2 separate regions of the Sus scrofa genome follow, and region 1 is linked to region 2. A link is a contact called in public Hi-C data. All regions are on one chromosome and are shown on one strand. The core of a region is the stretch at or near the end of the contact, and the rest is flanking DNA. Distances in the headings are between cores, read along the strand shown. Region 1 holds the start of MRPS35 (mitochondrial ribosomal protein S35). Region 2 holds the start of KLHL42 (kelch-like protein 42).

Region 1 (7,150 bases), core at 1,958-4,457, 68 kb before region 2:
TCCCTGGCCTTGCTTAGTGGATTAAGAATCTGGTGTTGCCATGAGCTGTGGTGCAGGTCACGGACATGGCTCTCATCCCACATTGTTGTGGCTGTGGTGGCGGTCACTGGCTACAGCTCCGATTAGACCCCTAGCCTGGGAACTTCCATATGCTGCAGGTGTAGCCTTAAAAACTTCAAGACAGGGACAGCAGAACATTAAGCCAAGCACAGGGCTCCTCTAAGTTTAAGTCACAAGCCTGTGAAATCAGCCTGGCTTCTATAGTATGTTGGGTTATTTGGTCATAAAGGCTGAGGAAAAGATTTCTATCATGAGTGAGTGATTGTACCTCTAAGATCTTTCTTTTCTTTTTTTTTTTTTTTCTGTGTCCCTAGCATATAGAAGTTTCTGCACCACAGCAGTGAAAATGCTGGATCCCCAACACGAGACCACCAGGGAACTCCTCTAAGATCTTTGCAAATTGAAAAATTATACAATGCTTAGTAACTCATATACATAATAGTACATGCTTTACTTTTTTACACTGCATGAAACAGCATTATGGCCTGTGGATAGCATAAAAAATAAACATTTAACTTTCAATATAGGATGAACTTCATAGTACTTGATGCCAGGGAAAACAAGTATTTTTTCTGGCTCCTCTAACTCCAGTCACTTCGATCTACTTTAGTCTTAGGGACAGTTAAAAAAAAAAAAAAAAAAAAAAAAAAAAAACAGAAATAGGAACTAAGTCCCTTAACATCTTGCTCAGAAACTGATAAGTTTCTGGATGTGACCTAATTCTATAAGAATTCTTACTCATTTGTCCCTAAATTTCTATGGGATAGGCCTTGTATTTTATCCTACTACAATATGCAAAATTGAGAGAGAAAAAAAAATGGCTGCTGCATTGACACCGAGCTTAATTCCAATGGCCACCTTTTATACTCTGTCTCCTGAAACATTACTCACCTAATCACAATGGTCTCAAGAAGATAATATTGTTCCCACTTTTCATGAAACTGAAGCTCAGACAGGTTAGGTGGGCCTGCCTAAGATCACAACATAATAGAGTCTGGATTCAAAACCCACATCCATCTGACTTAAAGCATGATTTTAATCTTGAAAAATAGAGGACAGCAAAGAATACCACGAGAAGACAGAGGTAGAGATTGGAATGATTATTTCCGAAATCTCGGCTGCCTCTGTACATCAGTGCCAGATAGAAACTCAGAGACAGAGTTGGGGGAAACAGAAAAAGTAGTTTTAATTGCCAGGCAAAGAGGGGAACACAGCAGGCTAGTGCCTCAAGGACCATGCCCCCCTTGGAGCCAGTAATGGTTCAAGGAGGAGGGTGAGATCAGCTAATGGACATTTTCCTGATTGGTGGGTGGTGAGATAATTAGGAGTCAGCGTCATCAACCTTCCGGTTCCAACTGGTCTGGGTCTACATGCTTGTGGGCAGCATACAGGTGACTTCTTCCACCCACTGGGGGCTTTAGCACCTGCAAAACAGCTCCAAGGACATGGTTCAGAATATTATCTACAGTTCTTGAAGAAAAACTAAATAAAGGTCCTCGACCTTGTCGAATGGCTAAACTATTACTATTGTCTTGCTTGTTTTCCTTTTTCTCTGTATTTTTCCACTTCTTTGATTAAACCGATTCTTTGGCTAAAGTTTTTCTGTAGACAAAAAGGCAGGTAGAGGACATGAGTCGGGATCCACTCTGGGAAGGCTTCACAGGGTTCTGCTTGGTTATATGATCTGTCTATAAGTCAAAGAATGTCCCAAATTCTTTGAATGCCCCAAAGTATTGATGTGTCTATAAGTCAAAGAATGCCCCAAAGATGCCTGCAAACCATCCAAGACTAGAAGAGAGGCACAGGGCTTCCTTCAGAACGTCCAGAAGGAACCATCCCTTGCAAACATCTGGATTTCGGATTTCTGGCTTCTAGAACTGTGAGAGAATAAACTGTTGTTGTTTTTAAGTCACCCAGCTTCTGGTATTTTGTTACAGCAGCTCAAGGAAACAAATACACCTAACAGACCATATTTCTTATTTGGAGCAATAATAGGCTGGTAAGAGGCCAGAAAAGATGAGGATGGCAATTACTTCAAATACTTGTCCTTATCATGCCACACACTGATGCCCATGGCACACAATATTCACAGGTAGAACACTCTGGGACACCTGCACACCTATGCTCTACTTGGTATGCTTACCAAGAGTGAATTTTGTTTGCTCCCAGTTCTTGTTATTACAATTTTGTACTTTGAATATTACACATATCTATCAAAAAAATAGAAGATAATCTTTATTAAGTGGTGTATGTTAATATATCCTAGGGTAGAAAAGAAAAGAGCTCCTTAAAGTATATCCATTATTTTCTAGGTCCTGATGAGTTCTGCCTTTTTGCAATTCTAACCTGATCTACAAACAAACTAACCAAATCATTGACAACAGTTATAACCTGTGCTCACTATATGCCAGTATTGTACCCAGACCTTTGACTGATTAGGACGACACATTCGAAAGATGGTGAAGTCAAGTTTTCAACTCAAGTGCTAGTCTGGCTCAAGAGGTCATCCTTTTAATTATTATCGGATACTGCCTTTCTTCTCAAGGCATAATCACTTGCACTAGCTGAAGACTTCCTTCCACTCAAGAAAGTGCAGAAAAGCAGCAACTGCAAAGTAGCAGGGCCTTAGAACTGATTTCTAGGCCATCTGAGGTTCGCCCTCATCTGGCCTGTATAAGCCACATTTCAGCCATCCCTTATGCTCCTTATTTACAATTGTCTTTGGACTGATAGCTTCCCTGTTTTTTTCGCTTTTTATTTTTTCTTTTTTGGCCGCCTCCTGGCATATGGAGTTCCCTAGTAGGGATCAGATCCAAGCCGCAAGGCGGCTTAAGCTGCAGCTGAGGCAACGCAGAATCCTTAACTCACTGTCCCCGCAGGAGATCGAATTTGCGTCCCAGCGCTCCCAAGATGCCGCTGATCCTTTTGCGCCACAGCGAGAACCTCTACTTCTATTTTTCACCTTTTCGTTTTCTTACTACTGCTTTTTTCTATTTAAGGGCAGTTTCTTGTGTAACTGACTCCTGCTCCCACGGCTGTGATATCGCGGACCCACATGATTACTGTTTCTTGCTCCCGGGGGGGCCGAGCAAGACACGTGAGCCTGCGCAGTAGGGCCTCAGGCCCGCCCGTTGATTCGTTGCGCGCTTGTCCCCTGCCGCTTGCCGTCTGCGCAGACATGGCGGCCACCTCGCTCCCTGCATGGCTGATCCTGAAGTCACGGGCCGGTACCTTTCGTGCCTTTTCTACGGCTATGTCTCCGGCAACACGCTCTCCGAGACCAGCCCTGCGTGAGTGTCTGCCCCGTGGCCTCCGGGCTTTGGCGGCGGTGGGAGGGCGGAATACGGGCCTATGGTGGCTGCCGCGATGGCTGAGCACCCGCCGTCCCCGGGGAAGCCGGTGCGTCCTCTGCCAGCCTGAGTCCCCCTGGTAGTAAAGTCTCTGAAGTGGGTCCGCCCTGTACACGGAGTGTCTCCTGGTTCCTAGCAGCCGGTGTCTGTGGCAGGGTCCTCCCGAGCGCCGCGAGCTTGCTCCCTTCCTCCTGCGCTTTCTAGTGCTCCTGCCCAGGGCCACCCGGTACCGGTCTCTGGTTCTCGGTAATGTTGGTAGGCAGTTTTGAATCACGGATTTTTCTGAAATTTAAGAGAAGCGTACAGGTGTCCTAGAAAAAGTTCTGCTCTGAATTCCATGTAGCCATGCCACCAGATTGGGTGACCTTCATTCAGTAGGCGTTATTGAGGCGACCTGCATTTAAAATAAACTTTAGGGATTCCCTGATACCGTTCTTGCCTTGGAGGAATCTAATGGAAAGCTCTAGTTGTATGTCGATTATAAGTACTATGCAGTGTGATGTACTGTCATAGAAGTGAATATACTGATGGAGTGGGGGGGAGGGCACCAAGGAGGAGCCTCACAAGAATCGGTAAAAGCTCAGTCCAGGGCGAGCCTCCAGACATTCACCAGGTCCTATCCGTGCTACTTTCTATAATATTTCTGATCTTCATACTACTCACTGTCCAGTTTAGCCACCTTCTAACTTCTACAGTAGTTTCTTTGCTGGTCTCTATTTCTGCTCTAACTCTCCTGCATTGAATTCTCAGAACAGCCAGAGTGAAATGTGCAAAAAGCAAACTTGTCACCTCCGTGTTCAGAATCTACAAATGGTTTTATATGCTTGAAGATAAGTGATAAATTCCTTAATTCATCATGGTGGCTCTTCATGGTCTTAACACTTTTTAATTTTTCATTCTTTTATTCATTCTGCAAATAATTAATCTCCTACTGTGTTCTGGATACTGGGATACAGTACGGCACTTCATCTCAGGAAGTTTACATTCTTTGGGGACAAGTCAGATTATAAACAGGTAAACAATGTCAGTACAGTGTGAGGTAGTAATTAGTGCTATGAAGAAAAACAGAGTATTGAGAATGATGGATTGGGCAAGTAGTGGCATAGGGTGAGATAAAATAGTCAAGAAGTAACTCCCTGGGGGATTGACATTTGAGCAGATCGCTGGAATAGCATTATTAGCATAGGGAACTTCAAGTACAAAAGCCCAAAAGTGAGAACAAGCTTAGGGGTGTGACCGAGGAACAGAAAGAAGGCCAGCTGGTCAGAGCTAAGTGAGTGGAAAAATAAGACATCAGATTAAGTAATGACCTTATCTGGTAAAGACTTAAAGGCATTTGGCTTGGATTTTATTTTAAGTTTGGGATCACATTGGGAGGCTTTGAACAGGAAGTGATATCATGTTAATTTGTTTACTTATTTAGCTTTGGGGGGGGGCACACTCACCTGCAGCATAGGGAAGTCCCCAGGTTAGGGGTCAGATTGGAGCTACAGCTGCTAGCTTACAACACAGCCACAGCAACTGGGGATCCAAGCTGCATCTGCAGCCTACAGCAACGCCGGATCCCCAACCCACTGATAGAAGCCACGGATCAAACCTGCATCCTCATGGATACTAGTTGGATTTGTTTCTAGTGCGCCACAATGGGAACTCCCAATTTATATTTTTAAAAGATCACCGGCTGCTATGTGGAGAACTAGGGCTGATGTTGGAAGCGGTTGTAGTACTCCAAATGAGATGACAGTGATCTGGATTGAAGTAATAGTGGAGAAGCCGGTGTGGTTGGATTTGAGATACATCATGAAAGTAGCACTAACAGGACTTACTGATGGATTTGATATAGAGCTTGAGGAAGAGGCCCAAGGAAGTGTGGTGGATTTTTGTCCTGAGTAATTGGATGAGTGGTGATGCCTGGAAAGACCAGAAGAAGGAAATCAAGAGCCCTGCCTGTGATGTGTTATAGTTGAGATGTCTGTTAAATATCCCTGACCTCTTTTCTTAGTGCTCTCTATGCCCTACTCTTACGTTTCATCTTATCGAACTTGTTTACTTTGACTTTCCATCTTCTCTGTCTCGCTCTAGAACACTTTATCTCACTTGCCTGTTCCCATGGCTACCTCCTGCTCATCTTTAAGGTTTTAGCTGAAAGTCCACTTCTTCAGGAATATTTTCCCCAACTAAGTGACTTGGTTGGGTCCCCTGTTATATGCTTCCATTAATATTTATTACTTTTTATTGAAATCATTTGCTCAATGGTTGGTTTATTTGACATACTCCATTCAGTGAGAGCAGGCACTATGTTGCTGTTGTTCATTGCTGCCTTCCGAGCTGCTGGTACACAATATCACTCAAACAACTTTTGAATGAATCAGTGAATTACTACTGAGGGATGAATAAGAATTTGTCACATGAAGAAATGAGATGGAGAGGGAGTAGGGGACAGAGGCCAGACAGATGAAAGGGAGTCACATCCCAGGCAGAGAGAACGTTAAATTCAGAGAAAGACTCAGGGGTCTGCTGCTAGAAATTCAGTGTGGTTACGGGGCCTTGTGAAGGGAAAGCTAGAGATAGTGAATCAGAGTGTGAAGTATTTTATCACCCTAATTCCGTGGTCTTTAGTCTTCTTGGCTAAATGGCCTCTAAATAAGGATAAGAATGGTACTTATTGTGAAGAATAAGATTAAGTGAAAAAATAATGAAAGGCATTTATCCCAGTGTCTGGGCATGTGAAAATTCTGAATAAATTTAGGTTATTATTATTTTAATATAACAAAACATTAATTTAGAGAGGCATAATTTAATATTTTCAACAGTAGATACTGTAAGTATCTACAGTTCTGTGGATATCTTGTACAGTTATGTGGTTTATTAGGAATAGCTATGATTTTTTGTTATTATTGGTGTTGTATCATTGGCAGTTCTCATATACAATAGAGAAGGAAAACTGAAAGTTGTTTTGTATGTGTGTGTGTAAAGAATAGAGTAATTCCTAATATGAACAAGTATATATTAGAACATTTCAAGCCAGTTTTCACTGAAGATGCAAAATACTTAATTTCTAACTATATATTTTAACTTGGGAAAGTGAGTTTACTTGACAATAAACCTTAAAAGTTATTGAAAACATTTCTTTAGATGATAAGTTCACTCTATCATCAATCCCAATATATTTTATATTCAAGTAACCCTTGATTTTTCTTAACTATTTCTGACTTTTCATTTTCATTAAAATGATTTAGTTTGTGAACCTACAGAAAATGGATTACTGTTTTATTTTTATATTACTAAATACTTGAAACCATGTGAGAATTGTGTTAAACAACTCTGTATTATAAAATCCTCTGTAACTATTGTATTGTCTTTTAGGTACAACAGAAAGAACGTCCAAACCTGAAAGGGCACTGAGAAGAAAGGTAAGTGATTAAAGTCCTCTAGTGTATACCATCTTACTGGTTTCTGGAATTCTAAAGTGAGGCAGGTCTTCATCATGGGGCTGAAGGGTGCTGTCCCAGAAGGCTTCACAGGGGATATTGATCAACTTGATGACCCCTACACCTCTGACTGGTTTTTGTCACTTCCCTGAGAATGGATCATCTTTGAGAGGAGGACTCACTCACATACTCTCAGGAAATAGGCATATAAACCAGGATATAGAATTATTTTTGATGATGCCTTGAACAGTCCTGCAGCCTGGGTTATGGGCACTAATCTAACAGATTTGGTCTCAGCCTGTGGGCTTC
Region 2 (6,232 bases), core at 2,415-4,914:
AAATAAAAATAAAAACCCAAACCATGCAGAAAAGTACAAAAAGAAATAGTAATCATTCAAGATCTTACAACCTTAACATTTTGGTAAACATCCTTCTAGACACGGTGATAAAAAAATTGATACACAGATACAACTTTACAAAAATGGATTCATACTGTTCTAGAAACTTTTAAAAAATTTCAGTATAAAATCATATTTAGTGTTTCTAAAGAAAGCTCTACATCCAAAGTTTAACAGTTCTATGGTATTTCATTCTACTTATGTACCAAAATTTACTCTGCAACCTCAACTTCCTTGGAGTATTAAATAGATTGTAATCCATATAAAGCACTTACTACAATGCATAACATATAAAAAGCATTCAATAAATGTTAGCTACTACTATTATACATTGTTTCAATTTTTTTATTATTCAAAGAAACATTGTGATAAACATCTTGTACTTTGATTTTTTTCCATTCTAGCTCAAAAGGTGTATTTTCCATAATTCCTTTTTTTTTTTTTTTTTTTGTCTTTTTTGTCCTTTTAGGGCCGCTCCCTCGGCATATGGAGGTTCCCAGGCTAGGGGTCTAATCGGAGCTGTAGCTGCCAGCTTATGCCAAGAGCCACAGCAACTTGGGATCCGAGCCGAGACTATGATCTACACCACAGCTCACGGCAACGCCGGATCCTTAACTCACTGAGCAAGGCCGGGGATCAAACCCGCAACCTCAGGGTTCCTAGTTGGATTCGTTAACCACTGAGGCACAACGGGAACTCCTCTTTTTTTCTGTTTAAAAGGCTGCACATGTGGCATATGGGAGTTCCTGGGCTAGGGGTCCAATTGGAGCTGCAGCTGCTGGCCTACGCAACAGCCACAGCAACGCCAGATCTAAGCCCCATCTGTGACCTATGCCACAGCTTGCTGCTGGATCGATCCTTAATCCACTGATAGAGGCCAGGGATCGAACCCCCATCTTCACAGACACTATGTCGGGTTCCTGCTGAGCCACAATAGGAACTCTTATTTTCCATAATTCTTAAAGAAATAGCCTAACTCTGTGTTTGACCATTACTTTTGTCTTTCATATAACAGATCATGATGTAAGTGTTTGAAGTGAATCACAGTACCATAAAGGCCAGTCTTTATTATTCACCAATCAGTCAATAACAGATCTATGAGTATACATTACAGACAAGCAACATTTTCATGAAGCTGAAAAATAATTTTAGGTCTTTTGTAAATAAGGAGTTATTTATGTCTATGTTGCTTTGACTTTGCATTTCTCCCTTAACAGAAAACTTACTTTATGAGTTATGAAAATGATTTGATCTTTAAGCAGCTTCCAGTTCTAAATGACTTTATTATCATGTCAGGGGGCCCAAAAGCGTACTGGACCATTGCCCAGTATTGTCAAGCTGACACCCCAGCTTACTTACCCAAGATCTGCTCTGATGTTACCGCGTGTGAATTGCCTTTATAATGTGTGTGATTCTGTGAGCGTGATTTTTTTGTCTCTTTTTAAAAGGCAAGAAAAAACCAGTCTGAGGCTTATCTATGACGGCTGGGAAACAAAAGCATCTATTGGCAAAGGATTCTAAGGGACCAGGGAAAGATTAAGAGCCTGTTCTTCACTGACCCACTGAATCTGGCATCACTGCTGATGAAAGGAGAGACAAAGAAATCCCAGGTCCAAGACTCTTTGACTCTGGGGGTGTTCTCCCAGCAAAACTTACCCAGCTAAATGCCTAATCCTGGGCATGGAACGTTACCTTCCCAAAGGGGATGGTAAATTCATGATCACTCCCTCCACACGAACTTTAGATGTCACACGCTCCCTGAGAACAGACGTGTGAGAGGTCCAGGAGATAATGGAGTTTTACCAGTGATGATTTAAAGGCCAGGTGAAACAAGTGAAAGCTAAAAGTTTTTCCCAGAATCCAAGAAATAACTTGAAAGAGGCAAGTCAGTCATCTTTGTTTTCTTCACTTTTCCTAGGGAGGCCAGAATCTACTAGAATTTTTTTTCCCTACATCTTTAAAATTTTAGTTCCTTGTTCATGGTGTATAATAAAGAAAACCATGCTCTCTATGAAGCAGCTAAATTATAAAGAAGCACAAAAGCAACCAAACAATGTGTTGAAAGGATTTTATGATTTACTATAAAACTTTTTTCTCTGGTTTTTAAACCCTTCCCAACATAAAATATTGATCAGCTGTTGTAGGAAGTATCTTTTGTTTAAAATACTGAGCCAATGTACTGATGAAGAAGTTACTATGTAAACGACTTGTCATTCATGAAGAGAGCTAAAGCCTGTAATAATAAAAGTAAATCTAAACACACATTCTTCCCAAGTTGAGAATTACTAGACTTGGTTCTCAGTCTTGGTCTGGGAAAGTTCCCAGGGGGTTTTGAGTAAGATAAGACTAAACACACATAGAGTTGCCTTGTGGCTCAGCGGATTGAGGGTCCCGCGTTGTCACTACTGCAGCTCCCGTCCCTATTGTGCAGGTTTGATCCCTCGCCTGGGGAACTTGCACATGCCACGGTGCCACAAAAACAAGAGGAAAAAAACCAAAAAAAACCCCTACTCTACCCTTCTAAGATTCATTCATACCTCCAAGCAACACAAGATCTTTTGGGGGGTGAGGTTTCTATTTGCAACGTTCGGTGGGAGAAGATGCGGAAGAAGTAGTCCTCAGTTGGAGCGGACAAGGGTAGGAGAGTGGGTAAGAGGGTGGCAAGAAAGGCCATCTCTGTAGGCAGATATGAGCAAAAGCAACCAGACCTTCTGCCCAGAGAGTAATAACATTCCGTGACGGCTAGCCCAACCAAACTGAAATTAGGAATGCCGTGGCTGGTAGAAAATAGCATAAAAGGAGGCACGTGATCTAACTTGATTTAGTTGAGTTGAACTTCTTTCTTTTACTGGCCTAAGGAGAACAGGCCCCAGCAGCAAATACGAGCTCCCCTGCTTCCCAACCCTTTCCATCGGGTGCATCGGATGCACGCAACGCACTGAGCCCTGCAGAACCTGCTGCCATCTAGCTGGACCTCCTTCCTGCAAGATGGCTCCTACACGGTGACCATTCCCAAGAATCAGCTCTAGGTGCCACCTCCACGTCCAGAGACTGCCCGTGGGCCTCAGTTCCCCGGACAGGATGTCGGACTCGGCCGCACGAGCGGTCCCAGATGTGTTGTCTCTTTGACCCCCTGGACCCCGACTCTTTTCATCTCCTCCCTCCAACCCTCGTTTCTTTTGCTTCTTTCCTTCTCGCTGGTCGAGCGGCGCGGAAGAAAAGGCAGCCGGCCTCACCCCGCCTCCGAAGCATCGACGCAGACCGGCCGGGCTGCAGGGTCGCGGCGACCGGCGTGCGGGGGCGGCTGTGCGCCTTCCCGGGTCCCGCAGCCTTCCAGCCCTCCCCGAAAGTCCAAGCCCGCGGCGGGGGTCCTGCGGGCGGAAGTGAGAGGCCAGGCGTGGGAGGAGGCTCCAGGCAGACGGCCCGGGACGACCCGAGCAGGGAGCGCGCATCGCCCGGGCCTTTTTTGGCGCGGAGGGAGGCCGGAGGGGCCGTCCACCGCGCCGAGCCGGGAGGGTGGCGAGGCCGAGCCGCCGCCTCCGGGACTGGGAGGAGGGGCCGTCTCGGGGGCGCCGCCGCGGCCGGGAGAGGCTGGGCGGGCGCGGGCGGCCCTGCGCCGCCGCCGCCGCCGCCTCCCAGCGCCAGCGTTCGGCAGCCTCCCCGGAACCCGGCGAGCGCGGAGAGCTGGCGGGAGCCCCCGCTGCCCCCGGGCCCCCAACCATGTCGGCCGAGGAGATGGTGCAGATCCGTCTGGAGGACCGCTGCTACCCGGTGAGCAAGAGGAAGCTCATCGAGCAGAGCGACTACTTCCGCGCCCTCTACCGCTCCGGCATGCGTGAGGCCCTGAGCCCGGAGGCCGGCGGCCCCGAGGTGCAGCAGCTACGCGGCCTCAGCGCCCCGGGCCTGCGCCTGGTGCTGGACTTCATCAACGCCGGCGGGGCCCGCGAAGGCTGGCTGTTGGGCCGACGGGGGGAGCCGGGCGGCGGTGGGGAGGAGGAGGAGGACATGGACGAGGTGAGCCTGCTGTCCGAGCTGGTGGAGGCGGCCTCCTTCTTGCAGGTCACGTCCCTGCTGCGGCTGCTGCTGTCCCAGGTGCGGCTCACCAACTGCCTAGAGCTGTACCGCCTGGCGCAGGTGTACGGGCTGCCCGACCTGCAAGAGGCCTGCCTGCGCTTCATGGCCGTCCACTTCCACGAGGTGCTCTGCAAGCCCCAGTTCCATCTCCTGGGGTCTTCTCCTCCGGCCCCCGGGGATGTCAGCCTGAAACAGAGGCTGAGAGAGGCCCGGATGACTGGGACTCCTGTGCTCGTGGCGCTGGGTGATTTCCTGGGGGGACCCCTAGCCCCTCACCCCTATCAAGGAGAGCCCCCGTCCATGCTCAGGTACGAGGAGATGACCGAGCGTTGGTTCCCGCTAGCCAACAACCTCCCTCCAGACCTGGTGAACGTCAGGGGCTATGGGTCCGCCATCCTGGACAACTACCTCTTTATAGTGGGCGGCTACAGGATCACCAGCCAAGAGATCTCCGCGGCCCACTCCTACAACCCCAGCACCAACGAGTGGCTCCAGGTGGCCTCCATGAACCAGAAGAGGTAAGCAAGCGCCCAGCCGTGCTGCTGCTTTCCCGCCTTCATCTGTTCACGAATTTGGTCCCCTAGTGTTTGCTGAGCAGTCACAGGAAGTTGTGCTGGGATGGGAATGACATCCTGGGGAGCGTTGGTGGCCTTTGGCAAAGTTACCCATGAACTTGGCAAGGAAGCCGAGGCCCCAGTGAAATCAACTATCTGAGTCATTTATTTGCAGATATTGCACCTTTAGACTGCCCCCCCCCCAACTTTGCGTCTATCTCAGTGGAAAAAAAAAGATGTGTGTGGTTTCCTAGAAGGATACCTTTAAAGAAAACTGTAATTTTGCTTTTATTTTTACCTTTTTATTTTTTAGGAACTAATGCTGATTATAATGACACATGGGGCAGTAACCTGTAACACTGATGTTGGCGAATCTTGTTAATGACCTTGAAGCTTTAAGCACTGGGGCACCAACCTGTGATCAGAAAATAACCGTTAGAATGTCAGCTGTATAGGAGATCATCTTTATTTTTTTATTCTCTCTTTTTGCAGCTCACTTTCTTTGCAGACAGTCTTCATCATGGACCCAAAACTTGAGCCTTACATTGGTCACCTGCAAAATTAGAACATTTCCATTTGTCCCAACCTTCTACCTTCCCATCCTGCACATCCCTCCCAACATGCACTGGGGTGACTTGAAGAAAGGAGAAGAAAAGGAGATGGGGGCAGGGGGAGACAGAGCCAGGAAAAGAATAGGAAAACAAGAGCAAAGAGCATTATAGGAAGAAGTGGTAGAAAGAAAGATGGTAGGGCCCAAGATGGCCTAGAGCCATTCCAAAGAGGGGAGAAGAATCAATGTAACCCAAGGGAGGACAGGAATACCCTTTCTTCTGGTCCACCTGTATCCATCTCAAGTACCACCAAGATGCCTGCCCTGAAGTGTGGAATGAGGATTTGGGAACTCACAGCCATGCAAAGAAAGTCTTAACAGGAATGGGAAAGTCATCACACATATTTACTTGACTTAAAGTCCTCCCCCAAGGCTGAGCAGTTGGGGGGGGGGGGAAGGGAATGAGTCCTGGCCTTTTTTCGACTGTAATATAAAATTCAATTTGGAAGGTTTTTTTTTTTCCCCTCATAATAAAAAATACAGAGTTATTCACAAAAAATAGAAAAACGTCAGAGAATGAAGAAGCAGAAAGACTGTCACTCCTACTTTCTCCTTCCTGGAGGTGATAACCATCTAGAGGTTGGCGAATTTTCTTCTAGGATCTCTTTGTTGCATTGCATTATTTGCACCAAGGGGGATGTTACTGTATTTAAATTTTGATATCAGAATTTTTTTTTTTTTTTTTTTTTTGACTATGCTTGCAGCATGTGGAACTTCCTGGGCCAGGGATTGAGCCTGAAACACAACAGCGACCCCAGTCACAGCAGTGATAATGCAGAATCCTTAACCCACTGAGCCACAAGGGTACTCCATCAGAGCGTTATTTTATTTCAGTTTTTGTCTTTTTTTTTTTTAGGGCTGCACCTGTGGCATATGAAGGTTTCCAGGCTAGGGGGTCTAATCAGAGCTGCTGCTGCTGGCCTACACCACAGCC

The links. Hi-C and Micro-C count contacts between places; a contact is called where the count stands out from the background.
Region 1: a contact with region 2 is called in a Hi-C map of liver, with 2.9 times the contacts expected there. The contact joins the promoter of MRPS35 here to the promoter of KLHL42 in region 2. A contact is called at or near these places in 2 of 47 Hi-C or Micro-C datasets (epiblast stem cells and liver).

Annotation. Positions count from the first base shown.
Region 1 is chr5:46,019,060-46,026,209 of Sscrofa11.1, reverse strand. MRPS35 (mitochondrial ribosomal protein S35) reads left to right here and starts at 3,207. Exons shown (of 8, transcript NM_001244927.1): 1 at 3,207-3,350; 2 at 6,777-6,823. The coding sequence starts at 3,239.
Region 2 is chr5:45,952,319-45,958,550 of Sscrofa11.1, reverse strand. It overlaps KLHL42 (kelch-like protein 42), which reads left to right and starts at 3,664. Exons shown (of 3, transcript XM_003126407.4): 1 at 3,664-4,652. The coding sequence starts at 3,781.